2 separate regions of the Cyprinus carpio genome follow, and region 1 is linked to region 2. Evidence: chromatin contacts called from public Hi-C data. All regions are on one chromosome and are shown on one strand. The core of a region is the stretch at or near the end of the contact, and the rest is flanking DNA. Distances in the headings are between cores, read along the strand shown.

Region 1 (3,793 bases), core at 1,014-3,513, 260 kb after region 2:
TTCACAGAAACATAAACGCAAACAGAAGGGGACATACCGTCTTTGAGTCTAATTCATGGTGAGGTTGAGCTAGGACCTTATCTACACTGGCCGCATCCGCAAACGTAACGAAGCCAAATCCCCTGGAAAACAAAACAAACAAAAACACAGACATACATTAGGAGCTGACAGCGATGTGTTACACATGTTTGACTGGTGAGCTTCTTAACATATCCATTCTATTCTATTACTTAATGCTACATGAACTTTCATATCTAAAACAATTTCAATAACATGTTATCTTAGAAATATAGTGCGTCGCGGACAAAAGAGTATGGTAGGTTACACAAAAATGGAAATTCTGTCATCATTTACTCACCCTCATGACGTGAGTAAATAAAAGAATGTTTAGAATGACAGCTTCAGTCACCATTCACTTTCATTGTGACGTTATTGGAGGGGGGGTATGCAAATAAAAGTGAATGGTGACTGAAACTGTCAGTCCCTAACAATCACTTTTGTGTTTTACGGAATAAACAACGACAGAATTTTCATTTCCGTGTGAAATATCCTTTTAATATGTCCACCCTATTATATTATTTAGCAAGAACTTGGTTGACAAAACATTTCAGATAAACATCTGCATAATGTGTTACTTTAGAAATACAGTTTGTCAATGACATATGGACTTTCCACGCCACACTCAATCATGGGTTAAAGTCTTTTTAAATCCTGTGTAACGGCCAGTAATAACTAATAATAAGTAATAAAAATAATTTTAACCGTCCGTTATGAAATTCTGCTACATAAGTTTAGCAAAAGACAACCAATCACAAACTGCTTCGGCGCTTACCTCATTAAATATTCATGAGCATTGTACAGTCGCAGAAACTTTCACGCGCCGTTTAATTTAAATGTTTGAGGAAAACAAACAATGTATTTTGCGGTACATTTCAGAAGATGTCAAGCAAATGGAGAAGGTCTGCGTAGCGACATTTCTACGGATATTAAAACAGGTCGCGTGCAGTAAGCGTCGAATCAACGTTTTAATTCTCATGAATATGCAAATGAAAACGCTAACGTACAGTAAGAAATCTCGCAATCTGCCAGCGGAGAATTAATTACTAACCCAGGGTAAAGTATGAACGGTGTGAAACACGGAAAAAAATGTAACCCAGGGTTAAGAATGATAATTTCAAGTGTGAAAAACCCATTAACGTGCCAAAGTCAAAGATAAAAACACAAGCAACCGCATTAAGCGCTCGGTCCATTAAAAACATTTGGTTTAACATGAAGAATCCCAAATCAATGTCAAACTGTATCCCGTCCACAGACACAGCGATCGCCTCAACAGCGCGTAGCATCCGAATAACAGCGCAAGGGCAGGTTAATATCGCTTTGAATAAAACCTCAACGTGTTCAGGGATTAAAAAAACATTGTCTTTGTTTTTTACCTGGAGCGTTTTGTCGTGGGATCTCTCATCACCATACATTCTCTGATCTCTCCAAATTTACTAAAATAGTCTCTAAGGCTGTCTGTGAAACAAAACAGAAAGAAAAGAGCACACATGAGCAAAGCATTCGTGCGTTACACACCAGTTTGTAAATTAAACGCCCCCCTGGATGTCTAACAGGGGTCGAATAGAGGACTTCATATGACGGCACATATCCCGCACAGCGCGCGCCACGCTGGACACAATGAAAGAAACACAACACAGCCCGACAAACGCGTGCAAACGACAGCCAACCATCGGTCTCTTACCTGGTGAAGTTTGCCAGCTGAGGCCACCGATAAACATTTTACTGTAAGGGGAGAAAACAGCAGAAGTGAGTCCAGATGTCAGATCGGCCATTTTGACGTGTAGCTAGCGACAAAAAAGCAGAGCTAAACGAAGGCAAAGCAGAGCGGTGTGTGTTTACTGAGCCCAGGCGGGCTGTGCTCTCTAATATACATCAAACAAAGGTGTAGTAGTTGCGTGCACCCGGAAGAGCGTTTTTAAAACATGCTCACTGGAGAAAAACACACAAGGAGGAAAAAAAAAAAGAAAGTGAAGTGCAGTCAGCATTGGCTCTGGCTTACCCCGGGTCGTGTTGCGAATCGTTAGGGCTTCCAGATGTGGCTTGGCTCCCGTCTCCCTCCATGGCTAACCCAACTATGGCCAGTAACTAACACACACACTGTCAGAGCTAAGAGAATATTACTGAGCCGGGAATGCGAGCGTCACACGTGGGATCAGCTCTGCCTGGCTCCCTCCCCCTCCCGTCACCCACACGGGGCGGAGCGCAGAAGGGGCTCGTCACCTCACCCATTCCATTGACGTCATTAGCATGGCCCCGCCCACCCGGGGCTCAGCGCGTGAGGATCGGATCGAATCGCGTCACTTTTATTATTGTCACATAGCCGTAGACACGCATATGGGTAGCGGATACACATTATACACACGTAGAAATGAAAGAAGCGAGTGTAAACAAAGCTGGAAAGTCTGTCTGAGTGATGCATTGGTACGTCTGAATATCACACCCAAGATCCAGAGTAGAATTAGCAGCGCAGTGATCTTTTTCTGCTAGATTTTTTTCATTGCAACCCAAAATAGAGAAATATTACATCACAGATAATTTTAATCAGCACTGATTAATTTTTAATACTTCTCCCCAAAGAGAATTCATAACTTACCTTCTGTTTGTTTTGAGCTGCTCAAACATGTCCAAAAAGCAAGTAGAGCGTAAATTAATTTACAGACAGGCTTTTTTTTTTTTTTTTTTTTTGATTAAATCAGTGGAGGATGTCATTTTTTCCCCCTAAATCTTCAGGGTTTACAAATAGCTGTTTTTCATATTATGAACTAATTATTATATTGAGAAATCGCATTTGTAAACATGCCACATCACGCGCTTATGATATAACATTACACACAATATAAAAAATGTTAAAATTGTAAACAAAATAAATTATTGAAGTATGTTTTACAAGTTCAAAAATGCAATATGTTACTAGCTGTTTCTTTGCACTTGTTTGAGAAATTTACTAGCAGTGAAAAACTATTTCAACACCAATTTTTCCAGTATGCAAATATGATATCTATAAGGTGAGAAAATCTAACAGCAATAAACTTCTACTGATTGACCAAAGAAAACATGCCTTAAACATAAGCATATCAGAAATCAATACTTGTAATCACATTCTCAAGCATACATGCAAATATCATGTATGAATATTGTTTTCCACTGCTGTGTATACTCATATACTGACTGTACAGAATACACCTCCTTCTCCCTCTGTCACATTGAGACGTTAAACAGGAAATATCTGAGCTATCACACACCCCCTGAGGGTCTTTGGACCCCTTGACTTCTGCAAAATGCAGTTTCACACATCAATTAATGGTCTTTAAAATGCACCAAAAAGGTTAAGGGATCTTGTGCTTATTATCCATGGAGAGGGGGAAGAGCGAAAAGGAAATAGACAGAGAGAGGGGCTCAATTAAGGCTGCCTGCTCAGTGGATTTTCAGTCATGCTACAGTGATTGCTGTTTATTTCCTGCAGCTCTGTTTGAGAGAGACTCCGCGGCCCAAAGACACCTCATCACTCTTCTTTTTTGTTCTCTATACCTATACCAATTCATATTTCCTCTTCTCGCCTCTCCTGCTAAAGATAGCTTCTGAACAACAGTCAGAGCTCTTGAAGTAAAGAGCCCACATGAAGCCGGTGTCCAGAGGAGGGAGGCTGAGATGCTCTTGATTGGCAGGTGAACCCGCTGTCTCACCTCACTGCCTAGCGGGCAGCTTGTTGGTAAACTGACACACGGGTACCTGT
Region 2 (4,343 bases), core at 1,807-4,306:
AAAGACCCTGCTCATACGGGTAATTTTTTTAGGAATTTTTACTGGTTGTGCTGTACGTTTTTGATTCACTGGTTAAAATTTTATGTGTTTGATTCACTAGAAAGAACCAACTCATTTTGGGAATAGGCCCACACTGGTTGCGCTGCTTGTTTTAGAGTTGCATTTGTTTTGTTAGCATTTTAAAAACGGTATCCTGAATACATGTGCGAGAACCAGTAACAGAACCTAACGTAATTTGGTTCCAGTATTTTTTTAATGCAACCAATTTGATTTTGCAAGGCAACACTATATAAAGTATTTGTGTATCACTGAAAAATCCAAAGCAGTGAGTGTGCTAAAAGTCCATTCTTTCATGAAATATCTCAATATATTGAAAGTGACAATTTACATAATGGTTTATATGAACGCTTATGACGAAATTCATTCTAATTATTTTTTATAAAAAAGGTCCATTGTGTGGAATTATCATGGGTTATTTTGACTTTATGTATTGGTTAAATACATACCAAGTCATCCCTCCACAATAGGATTTCCAAGTCTACGCAACATGGAAGGAGTTCTACAAACCTACATTTCTTGAGGTGCTAGAAGAGTTTTCCTCTCTGGAACTTTCTGCGGCCTTTCTCCTCAGCCAGCTGCCTCTACTGAAGCCGCGCCTCTACTCAATCAGCTCCTCCCCAGACCTCCACCCTCAAGAGCTCCACCTCACTGTGGCCGTGGTCAGCTATTACACACAGGGTACAGGAATCCTGTGTTTGCCAGCAATCATTTATTAATTTATACCTGAACAGTTGAACTCTCCACTAGACATAAAACTTTTTGAATCACTGAAGAAATTTATCTGTTGTAATCATATGTTCTGCTCTCTTTAGAGGGAAAAGGTCCACTGCATTTTGGTCTCTGTAGTACCTGGCTCAATACCATCAAAGAAGGAGACATGGTGCCATTTTTTGTTCATAGGTACCCTTCATTTCACATTCCTAAGATGTATAGGATCTTTTTTTCTAATCGTGACTCACTAACTTGTTCCATTTATGCAACAATTCCAGCTCTGATGGTTTCCACCTTCCATCCGACCCCAGTGCTCCCTGTATTCTTGTGGGAGTTGGGAGCGGCATTGCTCCATTCCGTAGCTTTTGGCAACAGCAATTGCATGACATGAAAAAAACAGGTATTGAATTTTATCTCTTATCACATTCAAGTGGTTTCAAACAGTCCATTGAATTAGCTCACCTCAAGTTTCTGAACCTCAAGTTGTGTTATTTCTTCCAGGTCTGAAAGGGAATCCAGTGACACTCGTGTTCGGGTGTCGAGGTTCAGATACCGATCATCTTTACAAAGAAGAGACTCTGGACATGAGAGATAATGGTACCCTAAGCAGTATCATAACAGCTTACTCAAGACAAACTGGACAACCCAAGGTAGACACACTTGACACTGTAACTGTAATAATATCTAGAAATCTCTAATATCTGTAAATATCTAGTAATATTGATAGTGTGTCATAATATATAAATATATTTATAATAATTATTATCATCGCTGTAGCTGTTATATTTTATTATATATATTTTATTTTTATTATGTAAAATGAGTAATAATTATGAATTATTTATTAATATTTAATAAGTATTTATTATTTAATAATATCTTATTTATTATGTATTTTTCAACTTTAATTTTTTTCTGAAATAGGTGCTTTGTTATACCTTTTTGCTAATAAAAAACATAAATCATTACTTATAGTTAGAACTAAAAAATCATTCTAAATGGCAGTTAACACTCTTTGGGGATTGTTGCTTACTCTCTTATGTAACTCTCTTAGGTTTATGTCCAAGACATCTTGCGAGAACAACTGAATGACAAGGTCTTTGAGGTTCTGCACCATAATCCAGGACATCTGTATATCTGTGGAGGCATGAACATGGCCAATGATGTGGCTGCCACTATCAAGGAAATCCTAGTCAGCCGGCTGGGCATCACTCTTACTCAGGCTGAGGAATATCTGTCAAGGCTCAAGGTGAACCTTTAAATTGTTGACACATTTTATAGCTGCTTCAGATAATCATGTCTTACAGCATTTATGCTCCTTTAAAAGGCTCAGTTGTCGTGAATGGTGAACTGTTTGTAGTCTGTAATGATATATGGTCAATAATTTTACATGATTATGCTTTTTTTGTTCACAGAATGAGAAGCGGTACCATGAAGACATCTTTGGATCCTAGTGCTTGAGATCACCTGGACCACTTCAATCTTTTCAATATTCAAACACACCAAAACTGGGGATATTTTAATTTTTTAACTTGTAATATTTTGATTTTCATACAGCTTCCAAAATAATGCAAAAACCTCTCTTGACTTAAAAAATTCACAAAATCGCTACACAAATACCCAATAGCAGTGTATTAAATTTCCATGCACCACCCTGATCGTCAGTAACTTTTGGAATGTACAGCTCAAATTATGGAGAAATATTAGTTCCTTCTTGTAAATAAACTGTATTGTTTACTGTATTATTCCTATCTGTTTGTTTAAAATGAATGCCTTTTTGTTTGTTTTTGGGAAGATTGACCTTAACTTCTTTAGAGTAGTGGTTTTATCGCTGACTAAATGCAGGAACAATTCTTTTGGAGCAATCTAGAGTTTCCATGCTCAACAGAACAACATGGTCACCTGTCCGAGGGCTTCAAAAGTCTGAACTTTTATACAAAGAATTTACTTGTACATGCCACAGATATGCTTATTTTATTAGTGTCCTATAAATTGTGCAATACTGTTTTTTTTCTATACTTGTTTATTTTTATACTTAACTTAGATTTGAATCTCACATTTTCAATGTCGTTTCATACTATAGCCTCATCATGCCAAACTATACTTTCAGTTCAGTGTTTATTGTTAATACTTTCTTTCATAAGTGTTACATATAAGTGTTGCATAAATCTTTAATTGGATGTTCATGTTAAATACTGCATTTTGTAATAAACAGACTATGAAAACCACGGTAGATGTTTTTTTTTTTCTTTTCCCCTTCGCATTCTGTAGTTTGTCTTTAATTGGTACCCGTAGTAACACCGGAAGTCGTGTATCCGTGCTGCAGCAGAGAGCGTGTAACTGTCACCGTTTCCTGACTTTTCTGTGATATTTATTCATATTTAATTAAATTTGTATTATCATATAGACATATTATGGCTGGAAGTCGACTTGAGAAATTCGGGACCGTATTTACGCGGTAAGCATTAGTGAAAGCATGTGCTTCTTGAGTTCGTTTCAAGGTTAAAGACAAAAATATTAAGTATAAAACGTGTCTTAGAACAAGAGATCGGCTTATTGTAAAATGTTTTATGTGATATGAAAGTGTACCGTGTAAAAACATTTTAGAATGCCAAGAACGGAAATAATAAACCAGAGACCTTTTGTATAGTGTACAGTTAGCGTTCTGAGGTTGAATGACTGATTGTTGTTTGTAAAGGGTTCGTGATTTAATGCGAGCTGGAGTCATCAAGCACGAGGAAAGGCCCATCTGGTTTGATGTGTATGCTGCTTTTCCTCCTAAGAGAGAACCTCTCTATGAGAAAGCTGTGAGACCACTGAAGATACATGCAGCAGATACTGTACCTGAAATCTTATACAAAGAGGATGAAATACGAGCGTAAGTCCAAACATACCCGTTCAGAACGCTAATATATCATCTTTAGTAACTTGGTTTGGTTTCAGGTTACTCTTGTGCCCTTCATTTGTACTTCATATTCTCTGCAGCCCATTTTTGGGTCACTGACCCTCCAGTTAAACTTGCATGCATGCTCGACCTTTGCAGTAAATCCACATGACTTTTTTTTTCTGTGGTTGTAGGAAGTTCTTTGAGGTTTATGGTAATGGACCAAGAGCTTTTGAGCTCCTCAAGCCCAATTTTGTATCATCATGTCAGAGGTACGTTATGATGGGAAATTACACATTTTTATGGTACAATCTCTTTAAATGCTTTTTGATTTAGTTGTTGTGTTACTGTATCTCTGTGCAGGTTTGTTATGAAGTACGGTGAATTAGAAAGCAGAGGGGATGTCAAACCTGAGCTGCTGTTTGAAGAGACTGCAAAAGTGCTGCTTGCAGAGGGCATTTATTTAAGAAAGAGAGGAGGACCTGCGGTGAGCCTGAGAGCTAAATGATTCTTTAGACTACATGCATTTAATTTTGTATTTGTTCATCGTGTTTTTTTTATAAAGAGGGTGTGGCCAAAGTCTGTGTAGGGTTTGTTTATTGTTCTTTAGATTGACTGACATGTTGGCAGAGCAGCAAAGAGACACAGACGTGGAGACAAATATTCCAGAGAAACAGCCAGGGGCAGA

Evidence for each region. A called contact is a pair of places that touch in the nucleus more often than the background predicts.
Region 1: a contact with region 2 is called in a Hi-C map of skeletal muscle, with 4 times the contacts expected there. The contact joins the promoter of msi2b here to the promoter of mrps23 in region 2. A contact is called at or near these places in 4 of 8 Hi-C or Micro-C datasets (liver and skeletal muscle).

The regions. Positions count from the first base shown.
Region 1 is chrB15:20,608,307-20,612,099 of ASM1834038v1, forward strand. msi2b (RNA-binding protein Musashi homolog 2b) reads right to left here and starts at 2,264. Exons shown (of 11, transcript XM_042739725.1): 1 at 2,060-2,264; 2 at 1,742-1,782; 3 at 1,434-1,515; 4 at 38-122. The coding sequence starts at 2,121.
Region 2 is chrB15:20,350,017-20,354,359 of ASM1834038v1, forward strand. mrps23 (28S ribosomal protein S23, mitochondrial) reads left to right here and starts at 3,057. Exons shown (of 5, transcript XM_042739716.1): 1 at 3,057-3,229; 2 at 3,470-3,649; 3 at 3,850-3,927; 4 at 4,019-4,156; 5 at 4,242-4,343. The coding sequence starts at 3,186. nos2b (nitric oxide synthase 2b, inducible) reads left to right here. Exons shown (of 29, transcript XM_042739715.1): 24 at 528-738; 25 at 873-960; 26 at 1,050-1,171; 27 at 1,273-1,421; 28 at 1,826-2,020; 29 at 2,187-2,999. The coding sequence ends at 2,225.